Regions from separate parts of the Sus scrofa genome. Here region 1 is linked to region 2. Evidence: chromatin contacts called from public Hi-C data. All regions are on one chromosome and are shown on one strand. Each heading gives the region's core, a stretch centred on a gene start, on an enhancer-like site or on the middle of the called end of the contact. The rest is flanking DNA. Distances are from core to core; before and after follow the strand shown. Region 1 holds the start of TYRO3 (tyrosine-protein kinase receptor TYRO3). Region 2 has its middle 46 kb from the start of TYRO3.

The links. Hi-C and Micro-C count contacts between places; a contact is called where the count stands out from the background.
Region 1: a Hi-C map of brain shows a contact between it and region 2, with 5 times the contacts expected there. The contact joins the promoter of TYRO3 here to the enhancer-like site in region 2. A contact is called at or near these places in 4 of 47 Hi-C or Micro-C datasets (brain, heart right ventricle, liver and 1 more) and 1 of 2 datasets of contacts at active chromatin or transcription factors (skeletal muscle).

The regions. Positions count from the first base shown.
Region 1 is chr1:129,825,734-129,830,766 of Sscrofa11.1, forward strand. TYRO3 (tyrosine-protein kinase receptor TYRO3) reads right to left here and starts at 3,662. Exons shown (of 19, transcript XM_021097401.1): 1 at 3,640-3,662; 2 at 996-1,179; 3 at 655-755. The coding sequence starts at 1,168.
Region 2 is chr1:129,781,182-129,785,967 of Sscrofa11.1, forward strand. No RefSeq gene overlaps it. Among named protein-coding and RNA genes, the nearest start is that of TYRO3, 46 kb to the right of the region's middle. Within about 2 kb of position 3,135, at least 28 of the 83 cell types and tissues checked have an H3K27ac peak or open chromatin away from gene starts, as enhancers often do. A contact at or near this core is called in brain and skeletal muscle, where this site is marked.

The DNA.
Region 1 (5,033 bases), core at 2,412-4,911, 45 kb after region 2:
GGTCAAGTGCAAAATAGGCTTCTAGCATGAGGGAGGGGTGAGCTTCTCTTCTTTGGTCCCCTTAGGGACAACCTTTACTGCTGTCCCCTTGGGCCTGATGGGAGTCTCCCTTCTCAGACCTGCTCTAACAGCCCTTCTCAAAGCCAGGGAGGCAGAGGGTGGGGAGCTAGGGGAGGGGCAGTAAACAAGGGGGAATGGGCAGGAGCTTTAGCAGAGTTCTGCTGGCAGGCCTCAGATCCAGTTCAGGGCCCTTTGTTACTTTCTTAGTCACTTTGTTTTCCTGGGTTGAACAGCTCTGAGCTCCTGCAGCTGCAGAGCTTTCTTCCCCTCCCCCACCCCTCCCCCTTTGGGCTTGGCCACTAGGCAGAACAGGGTCCAGCTCCAGATGGGTGATGGAGGCTTGTTGCTCAGATAATGGAAACTTGACTGTACCCCTTGGGTTATGGGTCCTAGTTGCCCCCTTCGTTCTCAAAGACCCAGTGAGTATGGGCTTCCATGTCTGGGCTGGTTCTAGAGCCCAGCATAATCAGGCCCCAGAGAACAGTGGGGCAGCCCAGCTTCCACTGAGCTTTCTTGGGCGGAAGTGTGGTCACTAGCAGAGAGCAGACAGCACCTGCTCCAGGTTGACATGCCCAGATGGTTCTGCCTCCTCACCTTCAACAGTGAGCCACACTGGCTGGGAGGTCTCAGTTTCGCCTCCATCCTCCACCTGGCACCAGTACCGGCCCGCATCAGAGCGCTCCACTGACTTCAGGCTGTGGAAACAGGACAACAGGCCTCCCAGAGTCAAAGGGGGCAGCTCTGCTGGGCAGACTCAATGGGTGCAGCCTGCCCCCACTTCTGGAAGTTTCCACAGGTTGCCAAATTAAAGGAAAAACAAACAAACAAACCACAGACCTCTGGACATCAGTATTGCCCCCAGCTCCCAAACCCCAAGGAAAGAGCACCACACAGCCCCAGGCTGGCATTCCATGCCTTCTCCCACAGTCCTGCACCTGAGGAAGCCAATCCAGTGCTGCTCACTGACTGGGATGTACACCTGATCCACGCTCTGGACCACAGCCCCGTCCTTCACCCACTGTATCTCAGGCTCCTCCATCCCCTCCACGCTGCAGTTGAGCTTCACCGGCTGCCCCTGGGACACTGTCAGCTTCACAGGGGCTCCCATGAGCTTCAGGCCTGAGAAGTGGGAAGGAGAATGTGTCATTCTGCTTGGGAGGGACCCCATTTCTGGAAAAATTCCCCATCTTCTTCCGGAACTTAAGTTCTGTGTCAGAAGGGCTCATTCTCAACCAATGGCCAAGGAAGCAGAGGCAGGACAGTGTAGGAGGGAAGGTGGCCTGGACCTGGGCTGAGGAAAAGAGCATGGCAAGCTCTCCTGGCACCATTTTGCCAAGGCCAAGTTCCTCCCAGCCATAAGGAAGTGACCTCTTCCCCATACCTCCCTGCTGGGCGATGTTAAGTTCAGGCCCAACCAAGAAAAGGAAAATAAGCCAGGTTGCAACAGTGGGACGCTCTCATACACCTGGGGCAGATACTGTACCCAGTCAGTGCAAGAGGCAGCCAGCTTTCCCCCGAGGGGGTGAGCCCAGACCCTGCACTGCTGCTGGCATCCCCCTGAACCCCACCTCTCAAGTGTAAGGAGGCTGAGGAAGGGAAGGAGGGGGTGCTCCCCTGAAGCAGAGAACATATGGCTGCAGAACCACGTCAGATCAAACACATGGCAGCCTTCCTGGCAGCCATCCGCTCTATTAATACCTGAATGTGTGCAGGGGTGGGTGCTAGGAAGGTAGGAGGCAGAAGGGAGGGGAGGGGCCCTGAAGAGGGAGCCCAAGACCCCTGAGCTACTGTCACACCAACAGAAGGCCACCCTTTGAACACACACACATACACACACACACACACACACACACACCCTCCTGGTTTCCTAGCATGTTTTTAAGTGGAGAGGGGCAGGTGAACTATTCACAGAGCTGAAATCCAATTTTGCTTCTTCTTCCCGTCCTTGGCTGTGTGAAACTAAGCAAATTCCTGGACTCTCTGATTCTGAGATACACACCTTTCCACTTGGAAATAGTCACAGTTGCCTACCCTTTCCTACCCTGAGGTGCTGATAAGGCAGGGGGTGCTGTCTGTAAAAAAGGTGCTTGTTCTGTGGCTGCTGGTCTGGCCTGTCTCTTCCATACCCCCTTCATCCTCTCAGAACCAGGCACAGGGCAAGGAGGGGTAGCCTCACAGCCGATACCCGCCCAGCAGTCCCAGGGGTGTGTAATGTGAACTTGGGGATCCCGGGTGCTACAAGAAGCACTTCCTGCCACTGGCAAATGCCTCAGTGGCTATGTGGGAAGCAAGGCTAAGCAAAGACCAGTGCAGCCACTCCAACATGCTTGGTTTCAGGAAGCTCGGAGTGAGCACAGGGACTAGAGTATGCCCAGGTGTTTTCTGTGACTAGGTAATCTCACAGCCCCTGTACCGACATGATGTAAGGGTGCCTGTGGTGCTCAGCCCCAGCCCCTGTGGCTTCAGAGTGAGACCTTCGTGTGTGGGGCAGGCAGAATGGAGTCCCCAGTCCCGGGAGGGAAAAGCAAACAACTAGGAACATCGAGGCGGGAAAATCCTGTCCCAAACACCCCCCGCTGACCACTCAGCGCTCTGCCCTACTCCTCTCCCTTCCACCCCGACAGAAGAGCCCCGGACGCGAGAAAGTTGGGGGCGGGGGCCCCGACCACAGATCCAGGTGCGAACACCCGGCTGCGCCCCCTCCCCCCAGTGCCCGAGCCTCGGCCTTCCAGCTTGGGTCCCCCAGCCCAAATCTCCGGCCCGCCCAGGCCCGGGGTTCGCCCGGCTGCTGTCCCCGGGCTCCGACCCCAGCCGCGCCCCTCCGCAGACCCCGCTTTCCGCCGTCCCCCCGAGCCAGCCCCTACCTGCGGCCGCGGACTCCGGGAGCAGCAGCGCGGCCAGACCCGCCAGCAGCAGCAGCAGCAGCAGCGGCGGCGACGGCGGCGGCAGCGGCAGCGGCAGGAGCCCCGACCGCCCCATGCTCCGCCTCAGCGCCATCGGCGGCGACGCCGCACCATGCCGGGCCCGGCCCGCGAGCGACGAGGGAGGAGGGAGGAGAGGAGGAGCGGCGAGGTGGGGGAGGGCAGCGGGAGGGCGGGGGGCGGCGCTGGGGCCGCGCTCCGAGACCCGCGCCCGCTGCGAGTCGCCGCGGCGGCCGTCAGCCGCACAGGGTCCCCGGGGCCGCTCCTGGGCCACCGCGCTCCTTCCACAGCCGTCGCCGCCGTCGCCGCCGCCGCCGCCGCTGATTCATGTTCTCGGAGCCGCCGCCTCCTCCCCGGCCCGCCCGCCCGCAGCCCGAGCTCGTACCGCCCCCCCGCGGAGCCCCGGGCGGCTCGCTCCGAGCGCCAAACCCGCGGCTGCCAGCACGGTCTCCAGCCGACCTCCACCCACAGACCTCCGCAGACCCGGCTGGCACCCCCTGGCCCAGCTACCCCAATGCCGAATCCGAGGATCTGGTTCGGTCCTCTGGATGGGCACCCCAGCCACGCCCCTCCTTCCCCTAAATACACTCCAGCATCTTCTCAAACCCAACACACTGATCCTTCCTTCGAAATTTTGCTAGAAGCCTCTACCGCGCACCCCAACTTTTCTCCACACTCTGATGCCAGAACCCAGCATCCTCTTCTCAGGACAGAAAGTACCTCAATCCCCTGAATACTCCCAACCATCGGGCCTCCTGAAATTGTCGCGACTCAGTGCTCCCCCCACTGGATCTACTAGGACACTTTCATGCCTCTTTGATGAGCCTTTCACCTATATTCCCCCTATGCATACTCCATTTCCCACCCCTTTATCTCCATGACTTCGGGCCTTCCGTCTTGAGTTTTCCAAGATCTTGGTAATTCTCAGGTTTTATCTGCAATCCCCACGGCTACAGTACATAAGTCAAAGCCCAGTGGCCTGTTTCTTTGGGGCGCTCATTCTTCCTAGTTGCTTCCTCTGCTTCTAGCCTCCATCTCTCAGGATGTGGTGTGAAAGTTGGGTATGCCCTCACAATATCCAGGAAAAATACTAGCTATTATTGGTTGTCCACCTTGCACACAGTAGGCACTCCATAAGTAAACAGACAGATGCCTTGTTAAATGAATGAATAATTGCCTCAGAGCTTGGCCTGCCCCACAGCGAGTAATCAAGGGGGTGGCTGTGCCCACAGACATCCTGTCAGGCAGATACAGAACTGGTTCCAAATCCAGCCTACCAAATGTTCCCCTCCTCTTGCCCTTGCCTCTACTGGTCCCCTGGCGCCTACTCCAGAAGGCTGTTCCCAGAAGTCTTGAGTGGGGAGGAGAGACAAGCCACCCAGCATCCCCCACCGCCACACTTCCATTTCTCTGCAGCCTCATTGGATCTTTCCAGGGATTCTCCTTCTGAGCAGCAAGGGCCTGCCTATTCCTCCTCTTGGCCAGCATCAGTGCTTGTTTATTAATTATACTAATGATAACAACAACAGCAGTGCTGGCAGCAGCCTTGGACCCAGCTGGGGGCGCCCCCTGGTGGCAGCACAGGGAGAAGGGCTGTCAGAACTGGATGGCCGGGGCCTGGGTGTCTTCCTTTAGCAATTTTCTTGGGCACTGTGGGTTGGCTTCAGGACTCTTTCCCAAAGGAAAAGTCTTGCTCCGTTCCAGAATCCACAGCTTCTGAGCTTAGGCTTGGTTGGATCAGGGCAGGCAGACAACAATCTGGGGCTGAAGCCAGATTCACTGGGGCCCCAGCTACTGCGGCAGTTTGGCTGCTGCAGCCCTGCACTTGAGCCCTCCACACTTCTCAAGGTCCTCCCCCACCCCCCACCTCTCCTCTCTGGAGGGGACTTCAAGTTTCTAGGGAAAGGAAACTGTTGACTCTGGCTGATACTGAAAAGACCTCTCCCAGAGGATGTCGAACCTAGAGCCCAAACCCCTGCCTTTCACTTCCTTTTCTTCCCTCATCTCCACAGCCCCACCCCTCATCATTTCCTGAACTCTGATGAGAATCCC
Region 2 (4,786 bases), core at 1,885-4,384:
AGTGGAAAAGAATATGAAAAAGAGTATACATGTATCTACCTATAACTGAATCACTTAGCTGTACAGCAGAAGTTAACACAACATTGTATATCAACTATACTTCAGTAAAATAAAAATTTTTTAAGATGAAGATTAAAAGGAGTTCCCGTTGTGGCTCAGTGGTTAATGAATCCGACTAGGAACCATGAGGTTGCAGTTCAATCCCTGGCCTTGCTCAGTGGGTTAAGGGATCCGGCGTTGCCGTGAGCTGTGGTGTAGGTCGAAGACGAGGCTCGGATCTCGCTTTGCTGTGACTCTGGCATAGGCTGGCAGCTGTAGCTCCGATTGGACCCCTAGCCTGGGAACCTCCATATGCCGCTGGAAGCGGCACTAGAAAAGACTGAAAAAAAAAAAAAAAAAAGTCAGACAGGCCATAGCACCATCAAGAAACTAAAATAAGGCTAGCGTGGCCAAAACACAGAATGAGAGCAAGTGTGATGCCTGAGGAGTGACATTGGAGAGGTGAGTACAAAGAACAATGCAGGAGCCACACTTAGAGAAAGAACTGTAAAGCACAAGACCCAAAGGAGACGGAAGAGTAAGAGGACAGAGATAGATCAAGAAGTTGCATAGTGAACGTCCCTCTATGCCCGCAACCAAGGAGAGTAGAGGAAAAGAAATGAAACCCATAAAGGCAGAGAGGCCACAGGGAGGGAGAGGCAGCACGACAGACTTGCACCTATAGGCCAAGAGAGGAGATGCCTCAGAGCAGATAATTGACCATGGCAAAGAGGCTAAAGAGGACAGAAATCAAGAAAAGTCCTTTGAGGAATTCCTGTTGTGGCTTAGTGGTAACGAATCCGACTAGGATCCATGAGGATGCGGGTTTGATCCCTGGCCTTGCTCAGAGGGTTAAGGATCTGGGGTTGCCATGAGCTGTGGTGTAGGCCAGCAGCTGTAGCTGCTATTTGACCCCTAGCCTGGGAGCTTCCACATGCTGCATGTGCAGCCCTAAAAAAAAAAAAAAAAAAAAAAAAAAAAAATAGAGAAGTCTTTTAAATTTGGAGATGGATGACCACAGACACAGCCATGTGAGAGTGGGGGTTGGGGGAAGGAGCCAGATGGCAGAGGAATAATGAGAGAGTGAGTCATAGACATGGAGGCACACAGTATTTGGCAGTGAAAAGAGGAAGAAAACGGGACAGTAGCTTAAAGAGATGGGGGTCATATGGAGGGAGGCCTTTTTCAAAATAGGAGAGACCTGAGTGTGTTTGAGGATAAGAAAAAGCAATCAATTTAAACTGTGAGGAAGAAAATACATTCAAAAAGTTCCCTTGAGATAAGAGAGAATGGCATCAAGACAGAGGTGGTGAACACGGACTTAAGAAATAAGACAAGTCTCTTACTCTGAGGTGGGGGAGGGATAATGACAGAGGTTTTTTTTTAGGTGGAGAGGAGTTTGGGTAATGGATTTCATGTCATTGGCCTCCGTGTTCTCAGTAATATTAAGAGCTAATATTTAGTAGGCATTTGCTATAGTACTGGCCTAAACGACTCTTATAAATTAACTCATTCCATCCTCACAACCACCTCATAAGGTAGGTGCTGTGGTTATCCCCATTTTACAATGAAGGAAACAGAGTCGCTGAGAAGTGAAATAACTTCACTGAGTCCCACAGGTATGAACAACAGAGGTCTTATCTCTACCTGTGAGGTAGAAGGGAGGGAGGGGATTTGCCAAGACTGAAAGAGGAAGTGGTGAGGAAGGAAGGAGAAAGGGGGATGGGGAACTTGAAGAACATTAAGAACGTTTAGACTAGTCAAAGTGAAATGTATGGTACTGAGGGTGCAATTCAAGTGAGACCTCTTCCAGGGGAGAAGTGCCCTCTTCCCCCACATAAAAAACTCTCAGATGGAGGATTCCACAATTAAGAATCACTCAGTTTTAGGTGGTTCAGCCCCTCCTTTCAAGTTCCTCAGCTCTGGGTCTGCCCAATGGGCAGGATTCTCCTAGTAAAGCTGAAGATGGCAGAGATTTATTCTGACTGACCACACACCTGCATAACTTTACTGAACCCTATAAAACGTATGTTTTATATCGGTGTGGAATGGGCATCTCAGTAGGCCCTACATTCCAAGGAAGATTTTCTAACTTACAGTGCGTTCAAGAGAAACAGAATATCTTGCTGAGGTTGTTTCTGTAGCCCTTACCACAGGTAACAAACCTGCTTTTCCAAAAGCAGATTCGAATTTGCTAAAAACTTTTTATATGCTTCCATAATTATTTACATCACCAAGGGAACAGAAGAATTTACAAGAAGCCAAACTGTCTCTATTCTCTTCCTCAAATGTCAGTGGTAATGTTGGCAAAGATTCTTAGCAGAGTGAGAACAGAAAAGCAGCAGTACTAAAAAGCCAAAAACCTCCTCATATAGACACATCAATCAAAAAATGCCACGGCCCAAATTTTATCTCACAAAAAGGCAAATTGGATTTAGAATAGTTATCAGGCAAATCTGCATCACTAGTATTACTTCCTCCAGCAATATGCATTAGTATATTTTCACCTCAAAATATTGTGAGGAACACCCAACTTCCTAATTACAATTCTCTTGAAGTAGCAACATTCACACAATTCAGTATTCTAGCTCACATGCACCGGTAAAGCTGGATTGCTGAGGTTTCATGACTCGAAAAGGATAAATACTGGCACACATGCTTGGCAAGTGAAGCAGCCTGGATATACCGCTAGACAACCAATTGAGAATCAGACTCAGAAAGATGTAGAGATCCATTGTTCCTAAAATGTGAACAAGGAGCAAACACAACACAGAATGGAACCGGGCTTAAGAATGTGTCATGTGAATCCGCCTACAGACAACTCTGGGAGCTGTTCCTGAAATGGGAGGAGGCTGTCATCACCTCTCCCTCAGTAGCACCATGTGTCACAGAAATCATTTTCGTTTTGGAAGTGCATTTGGATATGCTGTCTGCCTTCCCTCATTATCCTCCTCCCCGCTCTGGGAAACAGACTTGATGCTCGCTAACCTCTGCTTATGCCGACGGGGGAAGGAGGTGGGAGGAGTCTTACGATCCCCTCCAAAGCAGGGCCTCCAGCTCCACAGAGGCGGGCGTGCTCTCTGACTCCTCCTGGTGGATATGGAGGGAAGACATTCCTTACAGTGAGGAAGGAGGAAGGAGAACTAAACTGGGCAGTTGGGAGACCTCCAGGGAAGGTCAGTTCAGAAGGACTGATGGATAAGTTTGACCTGCGTCTTCATTCTTTGTGGCCAGTCCTGAGAGGAGTGCTGAATATCAACATCTACTCCTTTCCTGGAAGAGAAGCCCAGTTTTTCTAAGCACACTGTGTAAAGGCTGGGAAAGATCAGCCATGTCTGCACTACAGCTGACTTGAGTTTAGACAGTCAAAGCCAGGCGATCCCGTCATGGCGCAGCAGAAACAAATCTGACTAGGAACCATGAAATTGCGGGTTTGATCCCTGCCCTCGCTCAGCGGGTTAAGGATCTGGCGCTGCTGTGACTGTGGTGTAGGTCAGAGGCTACAGGTCCAATTAGACCCCTAGCCTGGGAACCTCCATATGCCGCAGGTGTGGTCCTGAAAAGACAAAAAGACCAAAAAAAAAAAAAAAAAAAGACAGTCGAAGCCATTACCTGAACAGCAAAACATTGTGCAGCCAGTCCTTGGGGCTCCACACACAGGAGCAAGTAATCTCTTATAACAGAAGGAGGTCATCTTCTAATTACTATTTCTAATCAGAGCTAGATATCATGCATCCACACGCACAAGGAAATCACAGATTGAGGATAACTTGTGATCATGCCAACTGACCTTAAGCTATCTGCAAGTCTTTTCAAGATTTCATACAGTCTCACCAAGATCCTGCCTCTCCTAACAGAACATGAAACCTACAGATTCTAAAAGTCTATCTTTCTGATAGGATGGAGTCGGCACAGGTAGTTTTAGAAGTTCCAATAAAGGACCATAGATAAGGGGACATTGGAAGATCACTGTAAGTTATTTGGGTTTTGGGGTTTGTTTGTTTGTTTTGCTTTTCAGGGCTGCATCTGTGGCATATGGAGGTTCCCAGTCTGTGGTGTACAGCTGCTGGCCTACACCACAGCCACAGAAAAGCAGGACCTGAGCCGCATCTGCGACCTACACCACAACTCATGGCAACGCCAGATCTTTAACTCACTGAGTGAGGCCAGGGATCAAACCCGCAACCTCATGGTTCCTAGTCGGATTCGTTTCTGCTGCCCCACATCGGGAACTCCTGATCACTGTAAGTTAATGACTGCTCAAGGAAGCCATCAGCACAGGCAGGCTTGCTTGATTAATGGAGGTGTGAGAAATGCCTCATTTTGTTAGGTGGGGGATGGGATGAGGCCTGCATTCAGCTTCAGACCAAGGGCAGGAGTTTGAGGACGGTCTTCTGCTAATTTGAATACACACCTCACCTGATACCAAGGAGGAGCTACTACTCCCAGAAAGGAAGAGGTAGTCTTTTCTGACCCCCACTCCCCTTGGATGATAAAACTGTAGCCCACTGGATCCTGGGGGCAGAGCTTCCACGCCTGCCCACTTGCTTCTCTCACAAGCGTCCTATCTTAATAAATCTATTTCTTGCCTATTACTTTGTCTCTCCCTGAATTCCTTCTGCACGGAGACATGAAGAACCTGAACCTCAGTGACTCCAGACACAGGGTAAGTGATTCTAATTTAAAACTGTGGGTTCAAGTCCCAATCTGGGTTTTGGCTGGGTTGAGTCAATTCAAGTCCCAGCTC